2 separate regions of the Sus scrofa genome follow, and region 1 is linked to region 2. A link is a contact called in public HiChIP or PLAC-seq data. All regions are on one chromosome and are shown on one strand. Each heading gives the region's core, a stretch centred on a gene start, on an enhancer-like site or on the middle of the called end of the contact. The rest is flanking DNA. Distances are from core to core; before and after follow the strand shown.

What was found. HiChIP or PLAC-seq counts read pairs in DNA pulled down with a chosen protein or histone mark.
Region 1: an H3K27ac HiChIP or PLAC-seq map of alveolar macrophages shows a contact between it and region 2. The contact joins the promoter of UBE4A here to the enhancer-like site in region 2. A contact is called at or near these places in 1 of 5 promoter capture datasets (liver), 7 of 47 Hi-C or Micro-C datasets (blood, embryonic fibroblasts, epiblast stem cells and 1 more) and 1 of 2 datasets of contacts at active chromatin or transcription factors (alveolar macrophages).

The regions. Positions count from the first base shown.
Region 1 is chr9:45,657,997-45,664,385 of Sscrofa11.1, forward strand. UBE4A (ubiquitination factor E4A) reads left to right here and starts at 3,094. Exons shown (of 20, transcript NM_001244872.1): 1 at 3,094-3,167.
Region 2 is chr9:45,595,007-45,602,092 of Sscrofa11.1, forward strand. No RefSeq gene overlaps it. Among named protein-coding and RNA genes, the nearest start is that of MPZL2, 20 kb to the left of the region's middle. Within about 2 kb of position 3,890, at least 34 of the 83 cell types and tissues checked have an H3K27ac peak or open chromatin away from gene starts, as enhancers often do. A contact at or near this core is called in alveolar macrophages and liver, where this site is marked.

The DNA of each region.
Region 1 (6,389 bases), core at 1,844-4,343, 62 kb after region 2:
ATTTGACCCTATGAGATTAAACTAGGACTGTCATGGTGTTTATTCAAATCAGCGGAAGGGTGGTAACATATGCTAAAATATGTTGAATCATCTCATGTTTCTGTATAATGATGATCTCCTGCTTTGGAATCTTTCCCTTAAACTCCTGTCCTTGGTCCTAAATCATTATCTTTCTGAACTTGAATGCAGGCCTCATTTTATCTTTCACTTCATGAACTGAGGAACATCTCAAGTTTTTATGTGTGGTTTTATAGTTAAGTAAACCTGCTTCATTCTGATGGCTTTCTTGAGCCATTATTAACTTACAGTGGTCTCCAAAAATTCACTAGGTTTACCCCTCTATGGTCCCCTATTGGGACTTCTACAACTACCTATGTAACTATCCTACTCTAACTCTATCAAAACCACACAGCTACCCACTTATTTCAGAACTTTTTTTGGCCACCCTGTGGCATATGGAGTTCCTGGGCCAGGGATCAAATCTGAGCTGGAGCTGCAACCTGTGGCACAGTTGCAGCAATGCCAGATCCTTAACCCACTGCACCGGGCCAGGGATCAAACCTGAGCTGGAGCTGCAACCTGTGGCACAGCTGCAGCAATGCCAGATCCTTAACCCACTGCACAGGGCCAGGGATCAAACCTGGGTCCCTGCCACTTCAGAGACACTGTCGATCCCACTGCACCACAGCAGGAACTCCCAGAACTATCTATTGAATAATCCATCTTGTACACATTATTATCACTCCACTTTCACCAGACCATAAGATCCAGGAAGACTTGTATTTTATGCCCACTACTGTAGCTTCAGGAACTAGAACAATGCTGGAATATAAGAGACACCCTAAGATTGCTCAACATGTGTGTATGTATAGGTGTGTGTTGGTGTGAAAATATACATAAAGTAAAACTTACCATTTTAACCATTTTCAACTGTAATGTTCAGTAGCATTAAGTACATTCACAATGTTGTGCAGCCATCAGCACTATCATTTCCAGAACTTTTTCTTTATCCTGAAGAAACTCTCCACCCATTAAACAATAAATTCACATTCCTCCCACTCCCCAACCCCTGGTAACCTCTATTTTATGTTTTGTTTCTATAAATTTGCCTATCTACATACCACATGTAAGTGCACTTCATGCAGTATTTTGTCCTTTTGTATCTCATTTATTTCACTCATCAAAATGTTTTCAAGGCTCATCCATGTTGTAGCATGTACCAGAATTTCCTTCCTTTTAAAGGCTTGATAATAATCATGTGTATGTATACACCACATTTTTTTTGTCCATCTGTCAATGGGTATTTTGGGTTGTTTCTACCTTTTGCTTCTTACAAATGTTGCTATGAACATTGGTGCACAAGTATTTGTTTGAGTCCCTGCTTTGAATTCTTTGGGGTATTTACCCAGAAAAGAAATTGCTGCTGCATGTTGTGGTAATCTGTTTAACTTTTTTTGGGGGGGAGGTGGTCACACCCATGGCCCATTGAAATTCCCAGGCCAGGGATGGAACCTGTGCCAAGCATCAAGCCAAGCTGCTGCAGTGACATGTCAGATCTTTAACCCACTACACCAGAAGAGAACTCCTCTGTTAACTTTTTGAGGAGTCACCAGACTGTTTTCCCAAAGCGCCCCACTATTTTATATTCCCATCAGCAATGCAGAAGGGTTCCTATCTCTCTACAGCCCCATCAACAATTATTTTCCATTTTTTTCATAATCACTTTCCTAACGGGTAAGGTGACATTTCGTCCTGGTTTTGATTTGCATTTCCCTAATGACTACTGACATTGAGCATCTTTTCATGTGCTTATTGGCCATTTGCACATTTTCTTTTTTCTTTTTTTTTGGGGGGGGGGGAGGGCTCACTCAGGCATATACAGTTTCCCAGGCTAGGTGTCCAATAGGAGCCACAGCCATAGAAACACCACAGCAACACGAGATTGGAGCTCTAAGTATGTCTGTGACCTACACCACCCACAGCTCATGGCAATGCAGGATCCTTAACCCAGTGAGCAAGGCCAGGGATCGAACCCACAGCCTCATGGTTCCTAGTCAGATTCGTCTCCACTGCGCCATGAGGGGAACTCCTTTTTGTACGTTTTCTTTAGAGAAATGTTTATTCAAGTCCACTGTCCATTCTTTAATCCAGTCATTTGTGTTGGTTGTTGTTGAGTTACAGACTTTTTAAAATATATCTGGATGTTACTTCTTAATCAGATATGTAATTTACAAATATTTCTGTCACTCAATGAATTGTCTTTTTTTTTTTTTTTTTTTTGTCTTTTTTTGCTATTTCTTGGGCCGCTCTCACGGCATATGGAGGTTCCCAAGCTAGGGGTCGAATCGGAGCTGTAGCCGCCGGCCTACACCAGAGCCACAGCAACGCGGGATCCGCCGTATCTGCGACCTACACCACAGCTCACAGCAACGCCGGACCCTTAACCCACTGAGCAAGGGCAGGGACCGAAGCCGCAACCTCATGGTTCCTAGTCGGATTCGTTAACCACTGCGCCACGACGGGAACTCCTGAATTGTCTTTTCATTTGCACTCTTAAAAAATATGCCGCTTCCTTTGCCTTTGTGTACCTCGAGGCAACCTTGAGGATGTATATCGTCTCCACTTTACAAGAACACATTGCCTGGCACCTAAAAAGAATTCACAACTTTCAGTTACTGTTATTACTACTGTTAACTGCTTCACAGATAATAATTTATAAAAAGTACAGAAGCTGCTTCAAAAAAGCCTAAGGCTAATGGGAAAAATAGAAAGAAGCCCACAGTGGCCTAGAGCAGAGCCAGGGTTTACCAAGTCATATCTGTCACCCATACACGGATTTCGGAGACCCGTCTCATACTCCGTGAAGCTTCAAAACACCTGCCTTGCAGCTCACCCATAAGCCTGCCACTACCCGCCGGACACCGCCCTAACGCCACTTCCGGCTACTTCCGCTCCGCCCCAGCCAGCCAGCGCATGCGTCGTGGGGATGTTTGCGCGCCCGCTCCCAACGCAGAGCGACACACCCAGTTTCCGGCGCCTAGACGAGATTCCTCAAGGCACGGCGCCTAGTCATGATGTAAGTTCCGGTTGCGGTGCTGAGTCGGAAGTGGGAACCCTTCGGCCACTGAGACTCTGTCGTGTCGTCGCTGCTGGCCCTTCTGGCTCTGGTAAGAGACAAAATAGCTGGAGGGGAGGGGAACCTTTGAGGCTGCAGAGGAATTTTTTCCTTCTAGTCGAATGCCAGTCCAAACCTCTGCACTGTTAGCTCTTTCAAATTCTTTTTACCTGTGCTTTCCTGACCACTGGCTTTCTCCTCCATGAACTTCGACCCTGACTGTTTTGGGAACCCCTTACAGTGCTCTAGCTTCTGGCCTCTCTGGCCCCCTTGGCCATTCTCTTCCTGGAAAAGCCAGGAATCTTGGCCTTGCATTAATTTTGACTTTCTTTCTCTAGAACGTGCGCCCAGTGGGTGGGTCTCCCTCCATGCTGCGAATACCTTATGGAACCTGGAGGGATAAAATATAAAAAGTAGACAACAGATAGCCAAGTGCCAAAGAAGAGGAAATTAAGCACAGCCTACGGCTGTGTCATAGGCTGGTAATCAAACCAGTTGAATACATATGGCAGGGTATTGACATTTCTTAAGGCAAGCAATCATTTCACCTCTCAAAACTCTGCTGGCACTCTGCTTCTTGCTCCCTCAGCAGCTGGGTTTAGAAGGCACTTGCAAAATTGAGTAACTAGAGCTCAGGAGCTTATTTTTGATGGATCTTCTCCTTGGGATCAGTTTTTTGCTTCCAGAACAAGAAAATGTTTAGTCTCACTCGCATGGACCATTTTGGTCTCACATGGGAGCCCTTCTGAGATAAAATGGGCCCCAGGAGGGAGTACTGTCTGCTTTGCTACTTGATGAGCTCCTTCTAGCTTGCCGATGTGACTGATGTGACCAAAGGATCTGTTTCCACAGTAGAGGCCTGAAAGGGTAATTGGAGGGGGAACATGTGATGAAATATTTTTTTAATTCCTTTTTTGGTTTGACCTCACCAGGAAACTTAGACCTTATGGAGTATGATTTAATAAAGTTTGATTTTGAGAATCCCAGTTTTGTGAAGTATTCCGAGTATTTCTGTTTAAAAGCAATATCAAGTCCGATGTTAAAACGTGCGCTCATCTCTTTAAAAGCTGTCAGTGGCCCTTAAGGGATAGCAGTATTGCTTATAAACAAAAGATTGAATCAGGGGAGAGTGAAAGGATTTTGTAGGACTGGGCTAGACAGCTATTACAGACTCTTGGAGCACATGTATCAGAGGGAAACATGTTTTTAAAGAGGACGGATTTAGGGAGTTCCGGTCATGGCTCAGCAGAAACGAATCTGACTAGTATCCACGAAGACACAGGTTCGATCCCTGGCCTCCCTCAGTGGGCTAAGGATCTGGCATTGTTGTGGCTGTGTCGTAGGCTGGCAGCTACAGCTCCGATAAGAGCCGTAGCCTGGGAACCTCCATATGCCGAGAGTGTGGCCCTGAAAAAGACACACAAAAAAGGAACATATTTAAAGATAAAATCCAAAAGCTTCTATAGGTTGGTAGTTGTGGAGTTCCTATTGTAGCTCAGGGGAAACAAACCCGACTAGTATCCATGAGGATTCAGGTTTGATCCCTGGCCTTGCTCAGTGAGTTAGGGATCCGGCATTGCCATGAGCTGTGGTGTAGTTCCCAAATGCGGCTCGTATCCATTGCTGTGACTGGCGTAGGCTGGCTACTGCAGCTCCAAGTTGACCGCTAGCCTAGGAACTTCCATATGCCACAGGTGTGGCCCCAAAAAGCAAAACCAAAAAAAAAAAGGATTGGTAGTTGTTACAGAATTCCTATTGCGGCTCAGCAGATTAAGAACTGGACATAGTCTCTGTGAGAAATCGCGTTCGATCCCTGGACTCACTCAATGGGTGAAGAATCCAGTGTTGCCACAGTAGGTCACAGATGCAGCTCAGATCTGGCATTGCTGTGGCTGTGGAGTAGGCCTGCAGTTGCAACTCCCATTTGACCCCCTAGCCTGGGAACTTCCATATGCTGTGGGTGTGGCCATAAAAAGAAAGAAAGACTGGTAGTTGTGTCATACCAAAGGCTGGCAACAGGATAATGCTTTATCTCTGTATGGCAGTTGAAAATGGGAGATTATAGATTACCAGTGACATTGAATATTAAACAAAATGTTAAGTTTCCATTTTATTAGACCTTTCTTTTGGAGTGATGACATCTATGCACTCTTTAAATTTATGAGGTCATTGAACAAATCTAAACTGACATCTCTGGTGTTCCCATCCTGGCTCAGCAGCATGAATCTGACTAACACCCAGGAGGATGCAAGTTTGATCCCTGGCCTCACTCAGTGAGTTGGGGGTCCAGCATTGCAGTGAGCTGTGGTGTAAGTTGCAGACACGAGTTGCAGACACAGCTCAGATCTGACATTGCTGTGGCTGTGGCGTAGGCCGGCAACTACAGCTCTGATTGGACCCCTAGCCTGGGAACCTCCATATGCTACAGGTGCAGCCCTAAAATGAAAGACAATAAATAAATAAACCGACATTTCTACAAAGATTCCCATCAAATGACCAGTCCTCCCTTTCCCTATAAAAGTTTCATATAGGTAGTTGCACAGTGTTAGCTCTTTATCTATGAAAACAATTTTTGTACCGATTTGAATTACATATGAGAAAGATGAGCTTAGTGAGGCAGACAAAACCTTTTTGTTTTTCAGAAAGACAGACAGTAGAGATGACAACAGAGATTTATTTCCATTCTCTATACTATACATGCTTGACTTTCCACTGCAACCCAAGACAAATAGTAAAAACCTTACCTCGAAGTAGGATTATGGGTGTTGCTATTGATTACAAGGAGGTCAGGAGTAACAACATGTAAGATTGAGTCATTCAATATATATTAATTTGGGATCATGATCATGGAATATGCCAGACACAGAAGAAAAAATAATCAGATATGAACCCATACTCAAACTGCTTACCTTCTAGCAAGATAGAAGAGCTACATTAGAAATACAATGTAGGAGTTCCCATCGTGGCGCAGTGGTTAACGAATCCGACTAGGAACCATGAGGTTGCAGGTTCAGTCCCTGCCCTTGCTCAGTGGGTTAACGATCCGACGTTGCCGTGAGCTGTGGTGTAGGTTGCAGACGCGGCTCTGATCCTGCGTTGCTGTGGCTCTGGCGTAGGCTGGAGGCTGCAGCTCCAATTCGACCCCTAGCCTGGGAACCTCCACATGCTGTGGGAGCAGCCCAAAGAAATAGCAAAGAGACAAAATAAATAAATAAATAAATAAAAGAAATACAATGTAGAAACTTATCAATCCTATTAATATAGATAAAATGTT
Region 2 (7,086 bases), core at 2,640-5,139:
CCATATGCCGTGGGAGCGGCCCAAGAAATAGCAAAAAGACAAAAAAAAAAAAAAAAAAAGAAAGAAATGGAAAATCTGGATATTTGGTTGAAGTAACCCATTCTGTAAAGAATGACAATGAATTTGCATGTTTTTAAAAGTCTAAGTATTCATTCTATGGTTTAATTTATATTGAGTTTAACAACTGGCAAAACTTATCTAAGCCGGTAAAAGGTAGGATAGTGGTTATCCTTAGGGTAAGGGCTGAATGGAAAGAGGGTATGAGGGTGGCTTTAGGAGCCCTTGAACTCTATTTCTCAATCTTGGTGCTTGTTACATAGCTATGTTCACTGTGTGAAAATTTATCCAGCTGTACACATCTGATTTGTACAGTTTTCTATGGGTATATGAATAAAAACTTGACTTAAAAAAGACGGAGTCTCTACAACTTACACCCTACTTTTTTTTTGTGTGTGTGTGTGTGTGTGTTTTTAGGGCCACTCCTGTGGCATATGGAGGTTCCCAGGCTAGGGGTCAAATTGAAGCTGTAGCTGCCAGCCTACACCACAGCCACAGCAACTCGGGATCCAAGCCTTGTCTGCAATCTACACCACAGCTCACGGCAATGCCAGATCCTTAACCCACCGAGCGAGACCAGGGATCGAACCCGAAACCTCACGGTTCCTAGTCGGATTGGTTAACCACTGAGCCACGACGGGAACTCCTACACCCTACATTTTAATGAAAGTATAGTGGAACAAAGAGAAGTTTGAGTGCCAATCAGATGTGACAGTCTTGTCTTTTTTTTTTTTTTTTTGTCTTTTGTCTTTTTAGGGCCACACCTGCAGCATATGGAGGTTCCCAGGCTAGGGGTCTAATCAGAGCTGTAGCTTCCAGCTTGTGCCAGAGCCACAGCAATGCCAAATCCGAGCTGCATCTGTGACCTATGCCACAGCTCATGGCAACACTGGATCCTTAACCCACTGAGTGAGGCCAGGGATCGAACCTGCAACCTCATGGTTCCTAGTCGGATTCATTTCCGCTACACCAACGATGGGAACTCCTAGATGTGACAATTTTATCAAATATTTGTAACAGCTCAATGAAACAGAGATGGTTACTAAAAACTCTTATCAAAGTAATATAACTCTTATCAAAGTAATATAAGGATCATTTATGACAAACCCACAGCCAATATAATACTCAATAGTGAAAAGCTGGAAGCCTTCCTGCTAAATTCACTAACAAGATAAGGATGCCCACTCTCACTTCTTCTATCCAACATAGTATCAGAAGTCCTAGACACAGCAATCAGACAAGAAAAAGAAATTAAAAGTATCTAAATTGGAAGAGAGAAGTAAATATCACTACATGATATTCTGCATAGAAAATGTGAGAGTCTCTACACAAAAACTGTTAGAATAAATGAATTCAGCAAGGTAGCAGGATACAAGATTAACAAACAGAAGTCTTTTGCATTTCTACACAGTAATAAAGAAATAGAAAGAAAGTAAAAGAAAATCTCATTTAAAATCACATCCAGGGAGTTCCCATTGCGGCATAGCTGTAACAAATCCAACTAGTATCCATGAGGATTTAGGTACAACCCCTGGCCTCCCTCAGTGGGTCAAGGATCCAGCATTGCCATGAGCTGCGGTGTAAGTTACAGACGAGGCTCAGATCCTGAGTTGCTGTGGCCATGGCACAGGCCTGCAGCTGCAGCTCCAATTTGACCCCTAGCCTGGGAACTTCCAAATGCTGTGAGTGTGGCCATAAAAAACACAAAAAGAAAAAAAAGGAATGAAATAATGACATCTGCAGCAACAGAGATGGACCTAGAGACTAGCATACTAAGTAAAATAAGACCTAGAAACTATCACACTAAGTAAAATGAGTCAGACAAAGAAAGACAAATATTATGACATTACTCATTTGTGGATTCTAAAAAACAATACAAATGAATGTATATACAAAACAAAACAGACTCACAGACATAGAGAATAAACTTATGGTTACCAAAGGGAAGAGGGAAGGGGGAAGGACAAATTAGGGGTGTGGAACTAACAAATACGAACTACTATACACAAAATAGATAAGCAATGAAGATTTACTGTACAGAATAGAGAATTATACCCAATATCTTAATAAGTTAATAAGAAACATAATGGAATATAATCCCCAAAAACAAAAAAAAAGAATCACTGTGCTGTATACCTGAAACTAAAACAATATTGTAAATCAAATACACTTTAAAAAGGGAGTTCCCTGGAGGCCTAGTGGTTAAGGATTTGGTGTCACTGTTGTGGCTTGAGCTCAATCCCTGGCTCAGGAATTTTGCATGCCATGGTGTTGCCTAAAAAGGGAAAAAATATATATGTATATATATATGTATATATATTTTTTAAGTTTATCAGCTTCTTAGAAAAAATACCCTATCTTATGAATCAAATACAGTATTTAGCACAGTGTAGGTGTTCAGTAAACATGGGTGTGGGTGACCATTCAATTTATTGTCTGAACTGGAACAGTGTTGAGAGTGAAAGTGGCATTATTGATATTTACACTGGAAAAACAGGCATACACTAGGGCTTTCCCAGGGACATCAGAATGTAGAGTCACCCTATTTGACACTCTCAGGACCCCTCCAGTCTTCTTTTTTTTCTTTGCTTTTTAGGGCCACACTGGAGGCATACGGAGGTTCCCAGGCTAAGGGTCAAATCAGAGCTGCAGCTGCTGGCCTACGCCACAGCCACAGCAAGGCCAGATCTGAGCTACGTCTTCGAACTACACCAGAGCTCACAGCAACGCCAGATCTCCAGCCCACTGATAGAGGCCAGGGAAGCATATGGAGGTTCCCAAGCTAGGGGTCGAATCAGAGCTGTAGCTGCCAGTCTACACCAGAGCCACAGCAATGCAGGAACCGAGCCGCGTCTGCAACCTACACCACAGCTCACTGCAACGCCGGATCGTTAACCCACTGAGCAAGGGCAGGGATCGAACCAGCAACCTCATGGTTCCTAGTCGGATTCGTTAACCACTGCACCAAGACGGGAACTCCTGCTGTTCTGATTTAAAGTGGTTCATCCTCAAAACTCAGTCCTACTCAGAATATCTCGGCTGCTGCAAGGGCTGAGGACCACTTTTTCTCATGATAGAGCCACTGAACACTGAGAAGCGAAGGTGCTGAGTTAGCTAAGGCACAGCAGCCTCTCCGCCCTCCCTTCCACTCCCCATCCAGGCTTGATGCCTGCAAGGGAACAGCGAGCAGGTTGGACTTGTCGGCTCAGAAGCATTGCTGGGTGGAAAAGGCAGCCCGCTGCTTGTCCAGGCAAACAGGATGTGAGTCTTCTCTGATGATTCAGAGCCGAAGAGGGAAAGCCCTCCCGCCCAGCCCCCTGGGGGGGAGGTCCGTCCCCAGCTTTGCAAAGCGGAAGACAGGGAAAAACTCTCAGCGACCTTGTGGTTTTCTTCCAGTCTGTCCCAGTGTCTTCAGTCTTGCTGAGCTACACTACTTTTAACCAGAGGAAATGAGGCTTTCAAAGAAAGACAGGATACAAATGATCGTTGAGAGCTGCCTCCCTGAGTGCAAGCGCTTATTCTAACGACGCTGGCGTTATCTCAAACGTTTCTAAAATGACTCTTCTGGAACTGCCTTAACAGTCTGAACCACAATGTTTTTGAGATTCCTCATGATGGCAGATCTTCATGCTTTTGAGAGCTAGTTTGATTTTCAGACACAAAGTCACATGGATCAAATCTGAAAAATGTGAGAAAATGAGTCACCAGATGACATTGAGTATAAAATCAGGTCAGTGATGATCTTGTCAAGTGTGTATAGGCTCCCTGAGGTTCCTTTCGAAGACAAAAAGCTAGGTGTTCCCTTGTGATGCAGCGGGTTAATAATATCTGGCATTGTCACTGCAGCAGCTGGGGTTGTGCCTGCGGTGCAGGTTTGACCCTAGGCTGGGAACTCCCACATGCCTTGGGCGTGGCCAAAAAAACACAAAGACAGAAAACTAAAGAACTGTTTTGTGCACAGCTACGACAGGGTATAAAACTCCTCCTAGAGTTTACAGTCCTGAGCTGGATTACACACTAAGGGGCTCTTCTCTCATCACAGAATAAGGCCTTTCATAATCTGGCCCCACCAACGATGCAGCCGTACTTCCTCATTTTCCAGGCTCCTTGAAGCTTGTTCTTAGCCAGGCCAAATGAATCACACGCGTGTTCTGACCTTCGCATATATCTCTGCTATTTTGTCTACTTTGTCCACTTGATGAATTCTTATTTGCCTTTCAAAATTAAGCTTGCGTTTTATGAAGGCTTCCCTGACCCCTGGAGCCAATGTTAATAGCTCCTTACACCTGGTAACACCTTTATTATAGCCCTTGTTGCTCTGTGCCATCATTACCTGTGTACATGTCTGTCTCCACTCTGAGTCCCTTGAGGGCAGAGTCCAGGTCTTTTTGTCTCTGTATCCTCAGCACCTATAACTGTTGGTGACATTGCAGAGGGTCAATGTGCTTTTGCTAAGTGAGGGACTGCATGTCTACCAGATAGGCTCCTATGTGTCCCACACCTCAGGGAAGCTATGCGGTGTGGAGCGCCCTCTGGTGGAACCCAAAGAAGCACTGATGGTGAAGACCTAAAACTGAGCCCCAGCTTTAACTTGGCGTCTTTTGTACCGAAGTGAAGATCATCTCCATGACTGAAAAATCTACACTTCCGCCTTCCACTATTTTCAGCCTCGGAGCCTCATGAAAGGATGGGAGCAAATATATCTATAATATATGTAATAGATTCTATCTGAATATGTGTAATATATTAAATAATAATTGTCAGAATGTGTCTCCTACTTTTACTCACTATAGGTCTTAATTATTGAATGAATGAATCAACCCAGGGGCCTGAAACTTAGAATTTGGAATGTACTCATTCATTCATTTTAATAAATAATGATTTTATTGAATACAAAAACTGAGGCTAAAAACTTAAAGAGCATTTGATATATGCCCCACCTTGTGTTAAAGACATACTAGAGGATTTCATATCTGGCTTCAAGGACTTCATAGACAATTGATACTAGAAACTTGCATCTGCAAAGCTCTCTGAAAATCATTTGAGGAGCTCCTGTCGTGGCTCAGTGGTTAATGAACCAGACTAGTATCCATGAAGACGCAGGTTCAGTCCCTTGCCTCTCTCAGTGGGTTAAGGATCTGGTGTTGTCATGAGCTGTGGTGTAGGTCACAGACACGGTTTAGATCCTGTGTTGCTGTGGCTGCAGTGTAGGCCGGCTGCTACAGCTCTGATTTGACTCCTAACCTGGGAACCTCCATATGCTGCAAGTGCAGCCCTAAAAAGACAAAAAAAAAAAAAAAAAAAAGCAAAAATAAATAAACAAAAGTAAAGGCTTTAAAAAAAAAGAAAGAAAAGAAAATCATTTGAACATATTGTATTATTCAATTCTATTCTTTTTCACAGATGGAGAAAATGATACAAAGTGCTTTGCCTAACCATCCTGCTCTGCTCTCTCCCACTACAAAGTAAATGGTAGAGGAGTTTGCATTGTGACTCAGCTGGTTAAGAACCTGACTAGTATCCACGGAGTTCCCATCGTGGCGCAGAGGTTAACGAATCCGACTAGGAACCATGAGGTTGCAGGTTCGATTCCCTGGCCTTGCTCAGTGGGTTAAGGATCCAGCATTGCCGTGAGCTGCGGTGTAGGTCGCAGAGGCGGCTCGATCCCACGTTGCTGTAGCTGTGGCGTAGGCCAGCGGCTGCAGCTCCGATTGGACCCCTAGCCTGGGAACCTCCATAGGCCGCAGGTGTTGCTCTAGAAAAAAGGCAAAAAGACAAAACAAACAAACAAAACCTGACTAGTATCCATGAGGATGCAGGTTCAATCCCTGGCCTTGCTCTGTGGGTTAAAGGATGTGGTGTTGCCATGAGCTGTGGTGTAGTCACAGATGCAGCTCGGACCTGCTGTGGCTGTGGCTGTGGCTGCGGCATAGGCCAGCAGCTGTAGCTCTGATCAACCCCTAGCCTGGGAATTCCCATATGCCACAGATGAGTCCCCAAAAAAGATAATTAAAAAATAAATAAAATACGACTACAGCCCTTTCAGGGGATTCTGTGTTTAAATCCAAAGTTCTTCCCTTGGGTTCTCACAAAGCCCCACCTTCAGGGTTTCTGTTTCAGATCTGGGGCTAGTCCTAAAATTGTGCATTTCTAACAAGTGATGCCGTTAGATGCTGACCACACCTGAGCATCATGCTATAGATTTGACTGAGGTCAATCAGATTCAAGGTTGAATTTTTGTAAACAAGCAAACTCAGGTGGTATCATGTTCTTCCTTCAAGAGGTACATAATAAGTGGTTGTCTTTTTTTGGTGATATTAGCAATCCTGAAGTCTCAGTGGCCAGAACCATTCATTCATTAGGTGTTGTAAAATGATGATGTTCTAATTTTATCATTCCTGCTTCATTTATTAGCAAGGCTACTTCTAGGAAGAGAAACTTCCCCATCTACTAAATATTTACCCAGGGGGAGAGTTCATACAGGAAAGACTAGTTTTGAACATAAGCTGGTTCACTAGCATCATCTAATGGTTATCATTTAGAGACTGTGTGTGTGTGTGTGTGTGTGTGTGTGTGTGTCTTTTTGCTTTTTCTAGGGCCACTCTCGTGGCATATGGAGGTTCCCAGGCTAGGGGTCAAATCGGAGCTGTAGCCGCTGGCCTACGCCACAGCTACAGCAACGTGGGATCGAGCCGCCTCTGCGACCTACACCACAGCTCACGGCAACGCCAGATCCTTGACCCACTGAGCAAGGCCAGGGATCGAACCTGCAACTTCATGGTTCCTAGTCAGATTCATTAACCACTGCATCACGATGGGAACTCCTGTGTTTTCTTTTAGTGTCATTATAAACTCATGGCAATAAATACATTTGGTAACTTTCAAACATTACAGAATTTTTTTTTGGCTTTTACAAGCTGCACCCACAGCATATGGAGGTTCCCAAGGCCAGGGGTTGAATCAGAGCTACAGCTGCCGGCCTACACCACAGCCATGGCAACACCAAATCCAAGCCACATCTGCGACCTA